Linked DNA regions of Mus musculus: region 2 is linked to region 1. A link is a contact called in public HiChIP or PLAC-seq data. All regions are on one chromosome and are shown on one strand. Each heading gives the region's core, a stretch centred on a gene start, on an enhancer-like site or on the middle of the called end of the contact. The rest is flanking DNA. Distances are from core to core; before and after follow the strand shown. Region 1 holds the start of Samsn1 (SAM domain, SH3 domain and nuclear localization signals, 1). Region 2 has its middle 16 kb from the start of Gm15555.

Evidence for each region. HiChIP or PLAC-seq counts read pairs in DNA pulled down with a chosen protein or histone mark.
Region 2: a contact with region 1 is called in an H3K27ac HiChIP or PLAC-seq map of the HPC-7 cell line, with 7 times the contacts expected there. The contact joins the enhancer-like site here to the promoter of Samsn1 in region 1. A contact is called at or near these places in 1 of 39 promoter capture datasets (macrophages), 1 of 15 datasets of contacts at CTCF or cohesin (CD8 T cells), 9 of 484 Hi-C or Micro-C datasets (the G1E-ER4 cell line, the HPC-5 cell line, Th2 cells and 5 more), 3 of 115 datasets of contacts at active chromatin or transcription factors (the 230-238 cell line, the HPC-7 cell line and bone marrow-derived macrophages) and 1 of 9 other capture datasets (adipose tissue).

What each region holds. Positions count from the first base shown.
Region 1 is chr16:75,905,027-75,912,174 of GRCm38.p6, reverse strand. Samsn1 (SAM domain, SH3 domain and nuclear localization signals, 1) reads left to right here and starts at 2,909. Exons shown (of 8, transcript NM_023380.2): 1 at 2,909-3,045. The coding sequence starts at 2,989.
Region 2 is chr16:75,981,346-75,988,493 of GRCm38.p6, reverse strand. No RefSeq gene overlaps it. Among named protein-coding and RNA genes, the nearest start is that of Gm15555, 16 kb to the left of the region's middle. Within about 2 kb of position 4,408, at least 46 of the 459 cell types and tissues checked have an H3K27ac peak or open chromatin away from gene starts, as enhancers often do. A contact at or near this core is called in CD8 T cells, the G1E-ER4 cell line, the HPC-7 cell line and 4 more, where this site is marked.

The sequences.
Region 1 (7,148 bases), core at 1,660-4,159:
TGTGAATCCTTACCTCTGTCTTGTTGTAGAATTGACTTCTGAACTGGACCATTTGGGGGCCACTCATTAAATATCTAAACTTCCCTAAAATATAAGTAAGTTAATAGAAGCAGTTGTTACACGATGTCTTCCAAACAGGACTGCAGCATGGTTGCATTGTAATAAGAGCTCATACATCATACCTTTTCACCATCAGAGAAAAATTTTCCTAAATGAATGAAAGTCTGGAATCACATCTTTCATATATAAATTTAAACAAAAATATTAATTTTATTTACAATTTGAATCCACCTTATGGTATTAAAACTGGTCAAATGCTTAGATATACAAACAGATGTTTATATGTAATTCTTAAGTATAATATTGTTTACTATAAAAATCATCTAATTTATACTCTGATAATTTCATATGTGCATACACTTAATCTTTATTTACATATACACCTGAGTCCCCTTGTTATTTCATCTGAGATCCTGAACCCCTCCCTACTCCTTGTCCTTTCATCCTTCGTAGTGTAGTAGGTCTTCTCTAGGGTCCATGACATGTCCAGCCACAGGCCCTTGGCTACGTTTACAGCACCATGCAAGGATTTCCTGTTGCCTGGGCCATAAAACCCATGAGAGAGCTGTTTGTCATCCCCAAGAGAGTCATGCTCCGATTGTTCCACTGGGCATATTTTTCTAAGCAACTAGTTCTTAGCAGTTTGCATAAATGTCTTCTGACACCATGGGAGCTACTTCTCAGACGAGCTTTCCTGATCAGTTCCTGCTTAATTCATCTAAGCCCTATGTCTGGAGTGTGTACTATCTTCATCACCATATATCATGCTCACATCTGGGAGGTAACCAAGGACAATGACAATAGAATGCATTGTTTTGTTTGACTCTTGGAGTTGCTCTCACCACCAATTAAGAACTAGAAGTGTGTTTCCAGTGACTGGCATGGAGGTTTAAGTTAGGGGTTTACGGCAATTTGGAAGAGCGTTAATATCAAATGTTGCATAACTGCATTTCAGCTGAACACACACACAAAATGTTAGTACCAGCAATTTGAATATTCACTGTTTTAGTTGTCATTATAAAAATGTAAACTATAAAAAATTCTCCAAATATAACTTTGATATTTAATATTCATTCATTATCTACAGATAATTTTTGGTGTAAACTATTCTGAAGTGATGGTGCATAAGGGCGGCCCATATTGGCATTAGCTTTGATTCTCAGTGAAACGATCATTTAGGAACTATCACCATTATCCTCCTCACTGAACTGATCAAATTCCACTCCTGAATTAAACTCCCATCCGTTTCACAAAGAGATGGAAGAGTACAAGGAGCACTGATGTCTCAGATAAGAAAATATCTTTTCATGGCTCTTAATTTCTTAGGCGACGGAATAGTTTATTCCCTTGGGTTAACTGAGAACCACCCAGAAAATTTACAGAAAGTCACACTGCTAGGGAATTACCGAGCCTTAGGTTTTCAGGTTGTCTGGTGTTATTCCCCTGTCATTGTTCTGAAAATACTAACCTCTTACTTCTCAAAATTACCCTCCTGCCACTGCAGCTGTTTATTAACTCCAATCCTCTTAAGTGGTTTACCCAATTCTATTGTAGTGCATAAAATACCATTTTGTTCTTGCTAGTTAAGAGGTTTATTGCATAGAAATTGAGTACCCACTACGTTCAATAGCACAGAGTGGGTATTCAATTTAGTATTTAAGCGAATTAGTGAATTTCAGCTGGGACTCCAGGACGAAGGCAGAGAGGTGGGAGGGACAACTGAGAAAAGAGGGCCAGAGCATGATTCTTAGAGAAGCACTTCCTAAAAATATGGTGCTACTGTTTTTAATCTGAGGAGTTTATGAGCAGAAAGTACAAGTTTTCTTGAAGCAGGCCATTTAACCAGAGCCTGCATTTGAAACAATCTGCACAAGCTCATCTGATAAGGGCTTCATTTTTCAAGGAAGTCTGAGCAACCTTCTCTTTTATCTGGATCTCTGGATCTGGCTTTCAGCAAAACCTTTAAGACATATTGGGGCTATTCCAGGCCCACTTAGTAGACACTGGATGCCTTGTCTGGAGAGAGGACTGAGCAGTCGGTAGCATCACCCACCAACCAGGCATTACCAGGGTACAGAGTACGTATACTATGTAGCAGGAAGTGGTTCTTTTATTAATCAGGGGGTTTTAACAATGATATGCTTGCTTTTTCAATGTCACCAATGCCCACTCATCAATATCTGGAGCTAGAATCCTATTACAGTTAGGTACTTTTAATCTATACCCTATTACGGTAGCTTTAGGGAGGATTAATATTATTTAACTTCAAATTGATCGTCATGTAGAAATATACAATTATGTATTGAGAAAGATACAGACATATGTCACATTTAAAAAGTGGGCAATGAAATTGAAAGGTAGGTTCCCTGGAAAATTTGGAAGGAGAAAAATGAAAAGGTGGAAATGATGTAAGTGTATTATATAACCTCAAATAATAAAATATTATAAAAATATAAAATGGAATTCTTTAAATAGTCTCAAACTTTTAAAAATCCACAATATTCTGTTTGATTTCATTTAAAAGGTTCAGATATTTTCCTCTTGTGCCATCTTTTTTAATGTGTTAAATTCTTTTACATAAACTGAGAAAATAAGTTTTGTTTTCCAAACCATTACACCCTTAGTAATTACCGTAGCCATGTCAAAGGTGTGAGCTAAGAATTATATCATAGAATACAGCACCGAGAATACAGTACAGAGTTACCAAATAATTACGGTAAGGAAGGAAAGGAAAAAAAAAAAAAAAAAAAAAAGAAACCTTCAACCAAGCAGACACTGAAGTCACATCCTGACCAGAGGAGGAAGTGTCACATCAGACACTTCCTCAGTGCTATCAGATGCTGGGTATCACGGAGAGCACCCGTGCCTGCTCTCAGTTGTCTCTGTAACAGCAGCAACTGTGCTCACTAGAGGTGGCCAGAATTCAAAATGCTAAAGAGGAAGCCATCCAATGCCTCAGACAAGGAGAAACACCAAAAACCGAAGGTAAGTTTATTTTCTTACAGAGTAAAACTAACCAAATACTGTACTAGAAAGCAACACTTACTTGCAAATGTATAACACAGACACACCAGACACACACACACACACACACACACACACACACACATACCATTTACACATACGCACATATACGTGTATACACACACATACACAAACTCATTCAAGCACACAACACATTCAAACAAACCACACAGTGACATACATCTCTCTCTCTCTCTCTCTCTCTCTCTCTCTCTCTCTCTCACACACACACACACACACACACACACACACACACACACACACACAAGCATACATGCACACTCACAGCCTACATCATCACCCTACTACTTACATGACATTTTATCTGTCACTTCTAAATTAATTTAAGTAGAGGACTAAGTGCATCAAAATACATATGGAAGAATTTGCATACTGATGAGCAATTATGGTCTTCACAATTGTGTATTAGATTCAACCCTTTATGTTGTTAGCTAAGATTGGGTTAGGATAATTTTATGGAACTCTGTTTGGTGGCCTCCACTTAACCATTAATATCATGAATTCTCTGCCTATTTTTCATTCCTTGGTTGTTCAATATCTTACCAGTGTTCTGAAGGAATTATTTTATCTGTTAAATTGTAGATATTTAAAATACATAACAGTAAGAAGACTAAAATGGAGAAATTTTAGGTTAGTTTTTTAAAATTCTTTTTGTAATTTGAATGTTCAGCTATGATATCTTGTAGTAGACATGCATTTTCACATTGTCATTAGAGAGAATTGTGCCCTATTTTGAGAAGACACAAAATTTATAAATTAGTAAATTTGATAAGCCAGTCTTATGTAGTATGTTCTTTTATTCTTTCTCTTGATAACAATTGGCATTAAAAATAATATAGGAAAAGCCAAGTTTACATTCTTATAGAACTTTAAACGTCATTTACTAGTAACATTAATTTCTTTAGTATGAAGTTGTGATGTCAGAAAATTTCTGTCCTGTTTATACATTCCTAACGTTTCTCAAATAAATTCAATCTTTTTGTTGGTGAGATAAATACTAGTGGATTCTTTGTTTTTAAGGAGTTTACACTTTGTCATCAGCTTTTATTTCTCATTGGGAGAGAGACAGTTTGGGGACTGATTTTCCTTCTGAACTGAGTAGGCACAGGACAGTCTTCAACGGTTTAAAACCTTTGGCAAAAGATCTGAAGTAAACTGAGAATTCATTATTTCCAAGTACAGGAAACTAAAACTAGATGATTTTCAACATTATTGTTTCTAATGCAAAAAAAGTCAACAAAGGTTAAACAAGCATCTTAGAAACACATAGTACAAAAATATATTGCACTTTCTGTTTTTTCATTACTAAAATAAAAATTCACAGCAACACATCCCAAAATATCCAAGAAAGGTTTTTCAAAGAATCATTTTTTATTTCTTCATATGATTATATTTGTTGTGAGCTGAGCTCTATCTCAAGTCTCATATGATTGTTTTTTATGTAAAATAGCACTGATTAAATAAAAATATTCAGTTGATCATATTTTGGGAATATTACAAAAATTGATAAAAAGTGGCTTACCTCAAAATTTTTCAAAAATGACACTTGACTATTTCATAAGGACTGTATTGCACATTATATTGTCAGTATATCATTTCACTAAACTGTTTTCAAAATGATCTTTCATTATTGGCAATGGTCTTAATCACAGTAATTACTAGAGTAGATGTGAACTATTGGTCATCTTATTGATGTTTGCATATATAAAATAAAAACACACTCAATGCACCTGAGAAAAAAAATATATCACAAGAAATAGTCACACTGAAGACATATATGGATTTAATTTTTTTGCTGTGACACTAATAGCCCTCCAATTGCTATAATTATGTCTTAGAAACAATTCTTACAAATTCATAGTTTTCAATAGAAAACTTTTGCATATTTCATAAATAAAACATATAATCCATAGGACATGGTAAGAGCACATGATATTCTGATCCTTACACAGATGGCTATTTGAAGGGGTACAAGCTCCCCCACCTATAAGAAGGGAGTGTGACATCTGTCTAGAAAGACACAATAGGGCTAGCAAGCAACTGTCCTGAAATACAGGATGTAACTGTTTATACTGATTATCTATCAGATGATCGTTTCCATATCCTGACCCTGTGCTGTGTGCTCACAAGTATGGAGGGGATTTCCTTGGTTTTATTGTGACTCACCATATGCTACATTTTAAAACTATAAATTAAGGGTTTTGGATAAAGCTGCATGGTCTAGCATCTCTTCTGTCCATAGGTTTAATCCTCTCACACCACACGCAGGAGAAATCTATTATATCTGATATTACCTTAAATAAAAGCTAATGAACTTTTTGTTTAAATAGAACACCCATGGGTACTAAATTATATGGGAGTAAGAAGTTCTTGGATCCTATTAAATAGAAAGATGACTATACATAATTAAAATGTAGCATCTTCTAGTGAAATGGTAAGTTGAGGGTGAGGGTACAGCTCAGTCTATAAAATACTTTCCATGCAAGCATGATGACCTGCAGTAGTTCATCAGAACCTCTGTGAAACTTACAGTGGGGTGTTATGTGTCCCTTAAGCCAGCACTTGGGAGGCAGATACAGGCATAGACCTGGGCATAATGGTCCTGCTAGCCTAGTTAGGAAGACTCAACTAGTGAAAACCACTGTTTCAAATCAAAGACCAAGGCAGACAACATCTGAGAAGGAATAGCACCTGAGATTGTACAGTGGCCTCCACACACACACACATGTACAGACATGTTCAGACACATACCTGCACATGCAGTTGCATGTGCGTAAGTGCATACATGAACACACACAAACACACACACAAAGAAATAACTTGATAAATGTTTCAGAAGGGAAGAGACATATTTATTTAAACATTTATAGACTTTACACATGTATTAAAATTCATGTGGCAGCCAGACATATATACAATCTGAACAATTCTTGCCTTCATATATAATAGCTAAAAACAAAGTTGCAACAATAGGCTTTGGTATTTGTATTTTCTAATTGATTCTATAGTGTGATGATTAAAATATTTATAATTCTAATGTTCAGTAATAGATTTTATAGAATACTACATACAATATAATGTATTATTTTCTTATGTGGATAGTACTTATCAATAAACTTACTAATAAGTTAAACTTTAAAATCAAATTATAGTTTTACCACATCTTATTTTATCACTTGTGAGGTATTTTTCTTTTCTGTTGTTTATTTTGCTAAGGATTATTTTATCCAAGTAGTTTATATGTAAGAAGAATGTCACTCAAATATGTTCTTAAAGATTAAAAGTAAAGACTGAGAGTCACAAGCCAAAGGTCTTCCATATTGGGTACCCTCAAATATCTGAAGACATATTATAAAATAGGTAATGGTATATACTAAAAGGTTAATACATTCCTACAAGTTTAGTATGTCCCTCAACTCCATCTGGTACATTGGTAATTTCCAATTAAAAATGAAACTTGAAGAGTAGTGGCTAAGAATTCTACATTTAGATTAGATAAAAATAACCTTGCTTTGTATACATACTTTCCTTTTGAGTTTTTTTTTTTTTTTTTTACTATTTTAGCACTAGTGCTCAATGCTGACCATGACTTTTGAGACGTTGTAAGCATATTCCACATGTACACCCAATAAGCTTTCATCTATACTGTTTATATGATCTATAAATGCTCAAATAAGGAATAGATTTCCTGTGTTTCCCTGACATGTTTATTTTTGCTGCCTGTGTTTATTATTAATTTATTATGTAACAGTCATTCTACTCAGATTTTTTACTCTATTTAATACTTGCTCTAGCTTTTCTCCAGCCTCATAAATGAAGGGTCAAAGGCACACTAAAGATTACACACATTTAAAAAGATCAGTTATTTCTACCAAAGATACATAGATGAAAAAATATGTCATCTGAAAACACATGCCAATTTCCACTGTTAAAATGGTGGATGTCTTACTACTACTGTGACAGTACAGGCGTTGTCTGTCTTAAAAGCCAGATGAATGCTAATGACACCAACAAGACCCCATCATTAGAAATCTTTGTACTTT
Region 2 (7,148 bases), core at 3,159-5,658, 75 kb before region 1:
TTAAGGTATTGGAAGGCCGGAAACAAATGTGTTCTTGTCCTACAATGTGAGGGATTTACACATATTCAGCTGCTGCAAGGAAGAAGTCAGAGGAGGAGTCACAGACCTATTTCAAGCCCCTTAGGGAACTGTGACAGGCTGCTTTCAGAATCTTTCTCAACAGAAGATATGTTATAATGTAATGAACATACTCAGCCAGACTTATTTCCCCCTGGGCCTTTGTGGGATGAGTTACTGAGGATTAAATTACATATTTTCATTTTAAGATCTATTATCATTTAAACGGGTGGAAGTTTATAAAATGAAGTATACTTCTTAGTAATAGAGTGTCTTGAGTCCCTCGAAGTTACAGGGACATGGGCTGGGAAGATGAGTCAGTGAGCAACACTGCTAGTTGTACAAGCATGAGGACTTGAATTTGCATCCTGAGACCCCAAATCCATATATAGGTGTGGATGCACATGCTTGCAACTCAACACTCGAGGAGTACCGGAGGGATGGGGGGGGGGGGGACGAACTGGGGGCTGGAAGATCACCCAGCTGTTTTCCTGACCACTAGTGTAACAGAAAACAGTGACTGTCAAGTTCTGTGAGAGATCCTGTCTTATAGAGGAGTTTTAATCCAGCAACATGGCTACGCAAAGACCTTCTAGGTCTGTGTGATCCAGCTGGAATGAGGCGTCACCCTTAGCACATGCCTTTAATCCTTCTGTCTGGAACCTGTTAGTACACACCTTTAATCCCAAACAATGAACTAGCCAGCTAGAGTTCAGAAAGAACTAGAGAGGGTGAGCTTATTCAGCAGTAAGCCTTGGACAGTTACATCAGGCCAATAAAAGTTTCTTTAACACCGCCTCAAGGAAATGAAGCAGAGAGCAAAAGAGGCAGACAACGACAGAGGCAGACATCCAATATTGTCTTCTACCCTCTTGTACATATATATGCACACAAGTATGCACCATACATGATACATGTATACACTACACTGCAAACACACACACACAAACACACACACCGCCAAAGTTAAAAAGACAAAACAAAAGGAGGGAAAACCCTAACATCAAGATTCTATAAGACATTACCAAAATAACAGAGAGAAAAAAATCCTTTATGAGGAAAATGTCAAAATGAATTATAGATAGCTTACATACAAGGATAAAATATACCTCCCCAAATAATCTCCTTATTTCCTTTGACTAATTATTATATTTTATTCAATAGGAAGTTCCTAACTTTGAAGCTGAAAACCCAAAAAGAAAAACGTAAGTCAAATTTACTTCATAAGCAGTAAATTCTTATATCTTTCAATGTACAATGTTAGTGAACTTCCTGAAGCATTTCCTTCTGTCATGCACAAATATAGGTGTGTGTTACCCACTGCTGTTTCTCTGTTTATGCTGATGTTCAAGAATTTTGGGTTGGGACATTCCCATAGGCATGGGTGTGAAAATTAAATTTTAAGAAGAAGAAATGTGTTTAAACTAGGCTTGGGTTAAAGTAGGAATCTACTCCAAACATGTGTCTATCAGTGACCTATTTAATCTTCTAAGGAATTCTTCTAATCTAAACAGAAATGTGTTTGGAAAGAGGTTTGGTTATTTAGGTCAGGGCTAGCTTTACATTCCGCAGTGCATGCTGCTAAAAGCTGTGACACAAACATGTTGCATAAGGTAATGGGATTTCAGCTAATAAGCAAGAAATGCCCGGGCACAGGAAGCTGCTTTATGAGGGACTTCCAGACGGATTGCTGATGCCACAGCAACCGGCTTCCTCGCATCCTGGATTGCTCTGAGACCAAATACTTTTTGTGCAAAGTTCTCTCTTCTGAGACTTGGCCTCTCCTGCTCTACTCAACCTAGTGGCATATTTTTTTTTGTCCCACCCCTAACTTTCTTCCAGTTGAGAACATAAATGCACCCCTAGTATATGACTGGCTCATTAACAGTTCAGAGCTTCTGTCTGGGAAGTGTGGCTAGATATTATCCAGTCCTAAAGACGGAAATCACAACAGAGATATTTTAAATAGAGCAGGAGAGCCCTGTTCAACCCTTTCTACAACCCAATCTCCTGACCCACCTCTACCCCTTCCAGCTGTTCACTCCTTCTTGTATGGATAGGAGATTAATTCTTTTAGGGCAAGTTCTCAAAGGGAAGTATAGATATTGGCCTCTGATTGGTCCTTTCACAAATTATAGATTCCAAAATGTCCAGGGTTGACCACATCATGACATTTTGATGTCAACTAAATTGACCAGGATGCCCAGACTCTTAACTAAATAAACAAATATGGAAGACATTTTTCAATTCTGAACACATGCTAGATACCTGTCCATAGCATTTTGTATTAAATTTTTTTAAATGAATTTTTATTTTATTAACTTGGTCTGGGAGATGTCCTAGTGAAAACAGTGATTACCCTGTAAACATGGTGACCTGAGGTCATGGGTCATGGGTCCCAGAACGCATGTAAAGTCAGATACTACATCACTATACTCGGAGTCTCTGGGCTCCTATGGCGAGATGGGTGGTGGACACAAGAGAATGTGCTAGGATTCCAGCAATAGGACACCATGATCAAGGTAATCTATAGAATGAAGGGTTTATTTGGCTTACGACTCTGGGGGAATGAGTCCATCATGGAGGAGAAGCATTTAACATGGGAACAACATGCATGTTGGCTGGGCTAGAGGCTGAGACCTCACATCTTGAACCATAAGCAGGAAACAAAGAGAGACAACTCAGAAAGGCATGAATCTTGAAACTTCAAAGTCTGCCCCTAGTAACTTACTCCCCCTTGTAAGGCCACCCCTCCTAAACCTCCAAAACTCAAGTATTCAGATACTTAAGGTTTCTGGGGTGTGACTCATTCAAACCAGCACATTTCACTCCCTGCCTCCCATAGTCTTGTGGCCCTATATTAATGCCAAATGCATTAAGAACCTCAACAGTTACCATATTCTTTCAATATCAACACTACTTAGGAGCGAATTCCAAAGTATCTTCTGAGACTTAAGGCAACATCTTACTTTTAACCCTGTCTTAAAAAAAAACAAACAACGACAATTAAAAAAAAAAAAACCCCTCAAAACCAAAAAGACAAAGTACATACTCCAACAAATATTAGAATGGAACATACATTGCAGTCCCAGAAGGGAAGAATGGGGACTAGCTCATAGTGAGAATAGAGTAGATCAATGAAAGACTAAAAGCCATCAGGAAACTCAAGCCCTGTGTCTAATGTGTAAGGGCTTAGATGGCTCTGTTCTTTCTTTTATGCTGCCTGCAACTTCGTTCTTTCTCTTGGGATGGTTCTACTCCCTGTGTGCAGTACTCTTTGGCATATTTCGCATGGCCTTGGCAAGTCCAACATCTCGTGGTCTTTAATGTAACCCAGGATTCCTTTATACAGCTTTACCCAAAGGCCTCATCCCAAGACCCCTCTGATACAAACCTAGCTTTAGCAGCTCTCCATAACAGTAGAGGAAGATGCCATGACCCATTTTCTTCTGTGTTCTTTATGATTCTAAAGCCAGAGCTATGTGGACAACATTGCCTTGTTTGACTGCCAACTTGGGGTGAGCCCACCTCCCCTTGAATCACATGGGCAGCAGCTTGTGTTTCTTGTTGCTTTGTAGGAGCAGAAACTTCTTTAAAGTCTTTTCCTGTCACAAGCTGGAAGAACAGCTGGGTGGGGTCTTAGCTGGATGGAGTTGGGCCATTGCCTTTGTTCCAAATGCATTTCGACCCCTCCATAATGGTACACATTTCCTTAACAGCTACAGCCTCTCTTCCAGCACAAGCCTTGGCTTGAACATTAAACTTTCCAGTGTCCTTCTTTTCTCAAGACTCTTATCTTGTATTTATTTCTGCCCCATTTGCCTGTTTCTCACTGTAGATCTGCCCAAAGGTGTCGTCAAATAACCATGTGACAGAATCAGTACTAGGCTGCCTTGAAATCTCCTCCACCAAAGAAATTATTCCACAACTTTAAAATTTAAGCTCAGGCAAGTTCTTAGGGGAAGGACAAAAAGTAGCCACATGTTTGCCCAAACATCACAAGAATGGTCTCCAGTCCAGTTGCTAATATTGGTCCCCCTAAGACATCATGTGCTTGGTCTTTATAGTATGCAAAGCCCTCAGCACTCCTGACTTTCTAGGTCCTATTAGAATGTCCCACTGAGTTCTCTTTAGAGTGTTCAACTACTTTTCTAGTTCAAAGTATCCAAATCTTCCATAATTGTGGAAAAATCCACATGGTCAGGTCTGTCTCTGTAATACCTGACTCCCATGTTCCAATTTCTGCCTCAGGTTTTTCTTTTCATGACCAAGGCCACTTATAAAAGGAGGAGATTATTTGGTGCATGGTTCCAGAGAGATAAGAATCATGGCATTGTGACAGGAAAGCATGTGAACATACATCAGGTATGTCGGCTGGAGCAGTAGTTTAGCTCACATGAAAAACCACAACCAGGAAGCAAAGAAAGAAGACATAAAATGACATGAGTCACTTAAAACCACAAGCTTGTCTTTAGTGACATACTTCCTTCAGCAAATACACATTTCTGAGTCCTTCCTAATGGCCACCAACTGGAGGCCAAGAATCCAAATGCCTAAGAGTTATGGGGTACATCTCATTCAAATGATGGCAGTCAGCTACCCTGGCATACACAGAGGTATGTAACAGATACCCTTTCCTAAACAAGTTACTAGGAAGGACTTGAAGTTGTCCTTTGGACTTTGCATATGCATAAAAAGGTACACACACACACACACACACACACACACACACACACAAACACACACGGACAAACACATACACAGACATACAGATACATACACAAACACACAGGCACACACAGAGTAACACACATACACACACACATAGGCATACACACAAACACACAGGCACACACAGAAGCACACATACAATCACAGAAACATACTCACAGAGAAACACATACAGACATATGGTCACAAATACACATATAGACATACATACATATACACAAACTCACAGACACACACATATACATTCACACACATATTCACACACATATACACAAACACATAGACATACAAATATACAGATACAGAGATACACATATATTCATATACACAAACACACACACAGACATACACACACACACACACACACACACACACACATATAAGATAAAAAAAGATAAAATAAGTTCATTTGCTATTGGCCATCTGCTGCTGTGATTGTGGCCTACCCTTGAGAATAGTCTGTTTCCCAGAGAGACAGTTTAGAGAAGATTAAATTTTTATTTGCAAGTGGTTACGAATTGGGGGTAGCTTTTGTGTTATGAAGGCCTTATGTGCCCATTTCTCCTTTTGGCTATAGGATCCCATCTTGTCCAGACTATGCCGGCTTGGTGGATGCTGATGCTGCATCAGTCTGCGAGTTCATGTGTGCTGGGATCCTCAGAGCTTCTTCTTTCCTCAGTGTCCTCCATCCCCTCTGGTTCTTATACTCTCTGCTTCCTCTTCCCCAGGGTTGCTTCGATTGATCTTTGAGTCAGCAGAATTCGTTAGGAGCCATCTTATTGCAATGGAACAGTGGCATTTGGTTTCCCTCTAGACCCCTGGCCTGTCTACTCTCAAGCTCTTTGTCACCTGAGCAGTGTAGCATAAGGATTCCCTATTGTGGAGTGGGCTTTAACTCAAGTCAGATATTGGCTGTTTGAACATAAGCCTTGTGCCATGGTTGCATTGACACATTAAAAGAAACTTTTGTAATTAGTTTTGCTTTAACCCCGAGGTTTATAGAAAAGGCTAAACTTGGCTTTAAGGGCTATCAACAGTGAGAAAAAGCTGCAACCAAGTTGGTTGTGTGCACAGGATGTGTGTATTTATCCACACATACAAGTCAAACTCCTTGCTTCAATCATCATATTGCTATCCTTTATCACAGCAGAAACAGTAAAGATGAGTTCATGCTGTCAAGCCTGAACAAGCATCAATATTGTTTTCTCTTTACTCAGTTTAGCCTCTGATTCCTATCCCCACTGGGTGTTTTTATAAAGCAGAACTCATGCATATGATTTTATGCTTCAATATGTAGTTATAAAATAAGAACTATTATTTAAATATGTAATCACAATACCTCTACTTCACTAAACACAAACAAGAAAAAGTTCTAGAACATCCCTACATGTAGAGCAAAGGTTAAAGAGCCATTGTTGGCTCACGTTGTGTTTTAGAGTTGGCTTATGTCAATCAGGGTCCAAATAAGTACAGTTTTTGGTTCATGCCTTTTTATGTATTTACTTCCACTTTTCTGTTGCAGATCCTGATTTGCCAATTCTTTGAACTTTGCCACTTCAGTCCTTGTAATATTTTTAAATATATGGTTTTCTGTACACATTCCCCCCCCCCAAATTGTTAAATGTCAAGATGCAGTAGATTCAACTTATACACACACACACACACACACACACACACACACACATATACACACAGACACACAGACACACAGACACACATACACACACACACACACACATGCACACACCTCTGTCTGTATCTTTGTATGTTTTCAGAGGCTGGCTACTTTCTATTATATTACACTACAACTCCTGTTCATCTCTATTTTTTGCCATGATAAGACTGCTCAGGGAGATCTGGTGGTTCTATGGAACACTCACTGTTAACCATCAACTTTCTAACTAAACCTCAGCTGCAACTGTTAATTATTGTCCATATATGTTTTCTTTCCTACAGAGTATAATGGCTATATACATATATTACATATAATATGTATATATAATATCATGTAGTACTATATGATATTATGTAATTTATATCAATATTGTAATACTTAGAATTACAGCCATCACTCTATACAGATTCTTTGATATGTAGATATAGACTTAATGTGTATATTTTTGAATAATTGTATTTGTATTAAACAATGCTAGCATCATTCCTGTCATAATTCTCTAAACAAAACACTGAAATAGCTAATGTCATATTATTTATAGTGCAAATGTTATAAATAGTCTAGAACTTATTAAAAATGGGTTAGGGCATGTATAGATTATATGCAAATATGATCTGGGTGGATCTGAGTCTGTATTGGTCTGTCTTTCTCTGTCTCTGCCTCTGTCTCTGTCTCTTTCTCTGTG